Regions from separate parts of the Capsicum annuum genome. Here region 1 is linked to region 2. A link is a contact called in public Hi-C data. All regions are on one chromosome and are shown on one strand. Each heading gives the region's core, a stretch centred on a gene start, on an enhancer-like site or on the middle of the called end of the contact. The rest is flanking DNA. Distances are from core to core; before and after follow the strand shown. Region 1 holds the start of LOC107859124 (pentatricopeptide repeat-containing protein At3g20730). Region 2 holds the start of LOC107861141.

Evidence for each region. Hi-C and Micro-C count contacts between places; a contact is called where the count stands out from the background.
Region 1: a Hi-C map of leaf shows a contact between it and region 2, with 4 times the contacts expected there. The contact joins the promoter of LOC107859124 here to the promoter of LOC107861141 in region 2. A contact is called at or near these places in 2 of 5 Hi-C or Micro-C datasets (both in leaf).

What each region holds. Positions count from the first base shown.
Region 1 is chr2:119,913,509-119,917,194 of UCD10Xv1.1, forward strand. It overlaps LOC107859124 (pentatricopeptide repeat-containing protein At3g20730), which reads right to left and starts at 2,277. Exons shown (of 5, transcript XM_047406730.1): 1 at 2,123-2,277. The coding sequence starts at 2,125.
Region 2 is chr2:119,553,050-119,557,048 of UCD10Xv1.1, forward strand. LOC107861141 reads left to right here and starts at 1,646. Exons shown (of 2, transcript XM_047406722.1): 1 at 1,646-2,033; 2 at 2,576-3,534. The coding sequence starts at 1,845. The coding sequence ends at 3,259.

The DNA.
Region 1 (3,686 bases), core at 1,027-3,526, 360 kb after region 2:
GAGCGATTCCATGGACGATTTCAAGGAAGGAAATTTGAGAGATTGGGCTAACCCAGTTAAATTCATTTCTATACGTTCTATTCATCACTCACATTGTGCTGCGCGGCCCGTACTTTTATACTTGTTTAAAGAAATAGCCTTGTTTTTCAAGCTTTCTGCTACGAAGTTCATCGAGAATGATCAGAAAAATTTACACCAAATTTCAAAGTAGAAAAGAAACTTTTTGTTAACCAATTGAAGATGTATGTTACTTGTGGTAAGCTAAGAGCTCCTACAAGCTTCCATCGGCTCGGGTCTGCGGCTTCTAAGCCTGTCGCTGCTACTGTCCCGGCGAAGATTATTGGTGCGGAGCGAATTACTCAATTTTGTTAACCCTCTAAAGCTTAAAGGCTGAAGCCCCAGTCTACTTTCTGACATAACTAACATTTTAAAATCTTACTGTCATGCTCTTAGGTCCTGTTTCTTGTGAAAATAATAATTTTTTGAAATTGAAGTTATAATTGAAAATAATAATTTTTTGAAGTTGAAGTTATAATTGAAGTTGGTCTAAAGATATATAATTAAAATAATTTTTATAGGTAAATATTATTATTTTTATTTTTTTATTAAAATTAAATAATTTTTCTTTTTTTTAAAAAATTCTGATCGCCGAACGCCTACTTAATCTTTAACTAAGTAGATGTGCGGCACCTGGCAATTCAATCACATTCTTGAACCATTTATTCACGCACTTGCTAAGTCAAGTTAATTTAACACACTAAAAATTACGGGGTCTTTTGGTAGGAAAATAAGTTATACAGAGATAGTAATATAAGGATTAATAATGCATGAATTCTTAATATAATAACTATAATGTAGAAATTTTTTTGTTAAGTATTTAATTTTTTGTGTTAAAAATTAGATATATGATGTATTATGTTTAGTTTAAAATTTTATAAATATTTTCTTTATAATTATGCCTTTGATTTTTTAATGAAATTTCTATTTCATTTAACTTGACATCTTAAAAATTAAAATATGAATAGTTTAGATGTTTGAAGTGCATAGACCCTTTATCAAATAATCTACGGACCTCTATCATAATATGAAATACATATTATGGTGAGACATTATCGTTCAAATGCTTGTTAGAACCCCATATATCTTTTTCTTTCAATCTGCTACTGTTTATCTTCACGATCATTTATGTGGGTTTTTTTAATCAAATATAATTTTATCACATTTAATTAATTCTTCAACAAAACAAACATACGAATTGTATTCAACTAATTCTTGAATAAAATAACATGAAATTAATCCTAAAAGCTTCACATGAAATAACATGAAAGTATTTTTTGTTCTAGTAGCTTCACTTGGCCCTCCAAACATCCTAAGAAAGCTGATAGCTTTGGCCTAACATGATTTATGAAGATTAAAATGATTTCGGATAGCGATGAAAATTGCATTTTCTATTAATTAGTTGGATAAAAGAAAAAATTAGTAAAAGAGATTGAGTCGTAATTTAGTTATTTTATTCTCTTATTCATGTATGATTTGATCTTGTATAAGTAATTCCTGTGTTTCCTCAGTATAAGATAATATATCCTATGTTGTATTAGTTATACAAAGATAAAGAGGGATTAAATTGAGTCGTGCAATCAAACAATGTACTAGATTGGATTAAATTTTAATGCATGCACTATTTCAATTAATACATCCTACCAAATGTGTCCTAAGAAGTCGTTTGTAGAAAGTATAATAATAATACAAAATATAATGTATTATTAATGATTGTATTAGTAATGTTTGTGTTAGCCATGTTTGCTTTAATTATGTGTATTTTTCTAATTCAGTGTTTGATTTGATGTATTAAAAATAATATGAATTACATAATTTCTAAAAAAAGGAAATTTTTATAAAAATAATCTCCATATATATATATATTGAAAAGAATGCGAAAATATTTTGAGGGATAATTGTAGGAAAAAAAATACATAAAGTAGCATATTTATAAGCCAACGGCCACCATTTTCAAGCAATATAATTGTTATATATTGCTATCTGTTTCAATCCCATTAGAAAAAAAAAAAAAGAAGAAAAGAGATAGCAGAGAAAAGCAAAAGTAATTCATAGAATAACTTACCATTAAAATTGCGCAGCGAGCAAATTCTTCAAAGGATTGAAACTCACGGCCTGAGATTTAAATCACGGGAGAAGATGAATGGCCTATTCATAGGATTTGTGAGGCGGTGGTTAGGAGTTACAAATTAATCTCCTATATGAATTTGGCTTTATGTAGTAGTCTTCTACTTGAAGTCAAGGTGTGGTCCTTGTATATAAATAAAGAAGAAAAAAAACGTGAGCACTCCTAATTGAAAAGGGATGGGTTCGCAAGTAGGTGGATTAACAATATTTAATCCATGAACTAATGAGATATTAATTGTCGTGGGCCAAGGTTGTTATAAACTGCATGCTAGTGCTAGTATTAAATAACACATATAATAATTATACTATAATAATAATTAAATGATAATTATTATGATGAATCCTTGTTCTTACAACATTTGGTTTTCACCTGAACATTTGGACCCATCTGGATTAATGAAGTTGATACTTCAAGCTTAGTCGTTAAAAAAAAAAAAAAAAATCTCAACAAATCGTGAAGTAGGAGACATTTTGTGAACATTAAAATGTTATTAAATTTAAATTCGTACGAAATTCGGATTATATTAAATTCAAAATATATTAGTTCCAAATAAATATTGCGGATTAATATAATTGAATTAATTATTTAAGTCCAAATGAGTATGGATTTAAATAAGATCCAAAATTTATTGGGTTAGTCCATTAATTTGGGCTACAAATGATGAGCTCACTTTACTAAGTCCAAGATATTGTCATTTTCTAGAGGCCCAAATAAGCGCCACGTGTCAAATGACGTGGCATGCCAAGTCAAGGGAAGGATCCAATAGGACCATGCCACATGTCAAAATGATGCAGCAGACCCATGAAATCAAAGCCCATAAAAGGTGACATGTCACTTAAATTTGATTGGTCAAAGGAAGTCCATATTCATCATGACTCTTCCTTTTCCATAAGTATAAATAAGGGTCTCATAATTCAAAAAAAGGACCTCAGAACTCTAACAAGTAGCAAGAGAAAACTCGTGGATCAAACACCACAATTTCTCTAAAAAGCTCAAACATTCAAATCAAGTTCATCAAGATTTAAGATCAAGACCGCAATATTCAAGAACAAGCTCAAAAGCCCTTGAATTCAAGGACAAGTCAAGATCAAGCCCCTTAAGTCGATCAAATCAAGTTCAAATTCAAGATCAAGCTTTAAGCCCTTGAAGTTATATTTGAAAAGGCGAATCAGAGGATCCATAGAGATTGTAACACTCGCATTGAAATCAATAAATTGATTGTTGCAATATATTTTCTTATCTCAATTTATTTATTTTCGGTCTCGAAAATTTTATTGTCCAACAAGGGTATATTTAGTCAATTTTTCAAAGTTGGGATAAATTGATTATCCATAAAAATATTCAGCAGTCCAACAACGACGCAAAATTATCAAACAACTGTAATAATTACTGGAATAACTTCTATCGTTGTTGAGAAAATTTATACTTTATAATTGCACCTCCCAATGGAAAGCTATAGAAACCTAGATTTTTTTTTCTTCTTTGATGGTCATTTTATTTT
Region 2 (3,999 bases), core at 396-2,895:
TTGTGTATAAATTTGTAGTATGTTGGTTAATATCAAACATTACAATGTTTTCTGAGATTAAAATTAATGTACTCCTTCGCATAATTATAACTTTTTGATACATATATAGATTAAAGGTTATGTCTAATTCCCGGCAGGGGTGACTCAAGCATATTCGTGGCCTAAGGTAGAAATTAAAAAGAAGCCTTGAATTTTTAAGAAAAATAACTTTTTTTAATAAACTCTATTTTCAAAATTATATAATCGATTTTTTCTAATTATTCTTTTTAAGTAATAATATAATTAATGTATTTAATCTTTCTTGAGATATAATACTCTAGATATATGAGCTTCTTCTAGTAATTCTTTCCTTTTATAGTATATAAAAAAATTATTTTTTCTATAAACAGCAATATTTTTTTTAAAAAAATTATAATATATTATCGTAAAAAATGAGACCCTCAAATTTAGGGGCCTAAGACGACCGCCTATTTTTTTTTAAAAGTAGAGCCGCCCCTGATTCCTGGTGCTCGACACTGATTAGCTTGATCATTATGAAGTCGTACTTAATTTATTTATTTTATTTTTTTTCAATTTTTTTTATAATTGAATAAAATGAATTAAAATATTTATGAAAGGGAAAAGATCTAAAATTTACTTATTTATTATACAAAATATTTTAATTGTATAATTCGTTATATTTTTATATTCTTGTCATTTTCAAATCGTTACATATCTTGACTGAATTTTTCGTGCCAAAACATTTCAAGAAAAATGTTTAAATTCAATCCTCTACTTTGATTGTAGCTTAGTTATACCGACGGTTAAATTTCAAGTAATTAAAGTTATGTTAATTAAGCTGAATAACAACTAAGATGATGATTTATCCTAACATCAAGTATAAATAACCAAGTGTATGACGAAAATAAAAATAAAAATATTTTTTATAATATATGAGTGTCTGTCGCCCTTCCCCAATTCCCATTGCAAAAAGAATGCAAGAGTAAGGGTGCTTTCAGTATAAAGGGAAACTATGATGATTTTTAAATAATAGGTTAAAATTTTTGAAAAATATTTTCTTAAAAATGAAAAGATAGTCTGATAATAAAAGTAATATTCACAAAATGACATTTTATATTTATTTGCCTTTTTTATATTTTTAACATGTTATCTTTACTCCATTGCCTAACCTCAATCTCCACCCATCCACGCTCTACAGTCTATGAGCGCACCCTTAGTGCCCTTAATATTTTTATAGATCGTTTGACACGCAAATTAAATTATCTTAAGATTGTAGTTTTGAAATTATAATCTTTGCACTAATTTAGCTCATATAAAAGGTGAGAGGGGTGTAAGTTGTTTTGTATTTTTAAAAAAAAATTTAAAAATTTTAAAAATATTAATTAAATTCATAATTAATTTAATTAAAATTTTTAATTATATTTAAATCTTTAAATTGATCAATATCACCAATCCGTCGTTCAAAACTTGACATTTTTCCTTCAATTTTCTCATCAAACTTAACTGCGGGATCCACCTTATCCCGGACAACAAAACCCCCCGTTGGAATACAGTAATTAACAAAGATAAATTGGAAAAGTACCAATTCTTTTATCTAAAAAAACATTTTTCTTCCCAGCAGAACACAAACCCCCCACCCTGGCACGCAACCCGCACCTCCATCCCACCCAAACACCCCCACTCAATTAGTTTCATGGAGCCCAAGTAATTAACAAAGAGAAAGTAAAAAGGGAAATAAAAATAAAAACATATATGACCCATTTGGATCTGCTTCCCATCGTGCCTACCCCTCAAAAATACTTTTTTATTTTTTGTGTGTGTGTTTCTGAGAGTTGTTCTCAACCATGAGAATAAGGAAGCATGCCAAAATCTCCCCGCCACTCTATACTTGTGCTGTATTCCCCGGTGCCCACCTTTGTCAGCTCAATCAATCTCCATGGGATGTCATCACATTCCACGACGATAACAACCAAGAAGATAATATTAATCAGCAGACTCCACTTCCTCCTCCGGCACCACCATCTTCTTATCAGGTCAGTTTAATGAATAAATCTCCTTTTTCTTCTTACCCTTTTACCAGATCTATTCAATAACTCCCATTTCATTTCTTCAATGTCCCTTCATTTTTCTGCTTGTCGTTTTAGGGTTTAGTTTTACTTACAGCACCACATTAGGGTTCCTCAATGAATGTCAATCCAACCATTTCTCTCGTTTATTTGGCCTTCTATCTTCGATTTGTTTCACTGTTTATCCCTATTTTCCACTGCACAGCTTTTATTCTTTCAAGAAATGAACTTCTTTTTGTTTCTGATTTCATTTGCTGCTGTTGGATGGAGCTGTTGGATGGATATGATACCTGTGCTGTAAATGAGACCTTTTCTGATTCTAAACAGAGGTATCTTTTCGACTATTACATCTATTTATTTTTAATTACTTGCAGCAGTATGTTTCTTTTCTTTTTATGTAATTCAGAAAACGATAATTTTCCAAGATCTATTTGATATGTACAGTTGGGTATGTACATATAAAATGTAATCGGTTGTAAAGTTGAGTTAGCGAGCATTGCTTTTTCTGTAGCATCACGTCATTGAAACTGGACGATAATGGGGAGACGAAAAGGCTGAATTTCTTAGACAATAAAGTCGCTGATGTGCCTGCTGATTCTAACGATTTCGAGAAAGACGAGAAGATGGGAGATGGAGATAACAGTGTTACAACAATGTGCGTCAAGAATGACGGGAAGGGATGGCAATGCAGTAGAGAGGCAAAAAGAGGGCATAATTTATGTGAGCACCATTTTGCTCAAGGGAAAAAGCATTGCAGTAGCAACCACTCAGCTCAATATTCTACTACTGCTCTTGTTGCTGCTGGTGTTAACTCCAACACCGAAATTAAGCAAACTGCGGTGGCAGCAGCCGAGATAACTCCGAGTTCCCGCGACCGCCCTCATCGTACTAAGAAATCATTGTCTTCCGAATATTACTATTATTCTGGTTTTGGTCCTTTATGGGGCAAGAAAAGAGGTCCTTCGACTGGGAAGAAGAATAATACAGCACCACCCCTAGCAGGAGCAGCTGAAATCTACTCTAGTCATGACAGTACTACTCAAGGGGGACAATCTTCATCTCCTCAAATGGATAATGAAGGAGCTGAGCACGTTGAAGATGAGGATGATGATGCTGAAGAAGTTGAAAACTGTAAGCTGATCAAAAGAGCCCGTAAGCCCATCAAAGCCAGTTCACTCAAATCTCTAATGTGAAATTCTCAATGGCAATTTCTAGCTAGCTAGTGTATGTAATGTTTTTTGGTCGACATGCGTTGTTATTATTATCGTAGAATGTAGTTAGTTTTGGGCATGCTAGATTTTTGTTTACTTAGAAAAAAAAAACCAGATGATTTCGGTTTCATGGTGCTAGTACTGTAGGTGACATTAAAGCTAAACAGTGTAGCCTTGGCATGTGCAGAAGAATATGTAGACGTTTGTGTTGGATTGGACAAATCTAAACAAGGATAAAACTGTAATTTACACGGTCACTTCATTTTTCAACGTATAACTCTTTGAATTGTATTCGGTGTGTGTGGCGTGTGGAGTGTGGCGTGTGGAGTGTGGCGTGCGGCACTAAAATGGTAAGTATGGGAGCTTAACATTTTTAAAGAGTTTTTATATAAGGTAGAACTCGATTAAATTCGAGGGGTGTTCATGATTCGTTTAGCTAATGATGAGGGTATTTTTGATATTAAAATTTAATGAGGGATATATATGTTCATTTTTAATAGTTTGAGGTATTTTGATCCTTTTTCGTTAACAATATTTGTTTAATTTGAAAAATTAATGTATATTTTATCTTTTTCTACGCATTTTATTCTTGTTATTAAATATTATTTGTCATTTAATGCATTTCCAAGATATTGTATTTATTATATTCAGAGGATAATATAGTTAAATTACCTATTTATTATTTTTTAATCTATATGCTTAGTCAATAATTGACAAATATT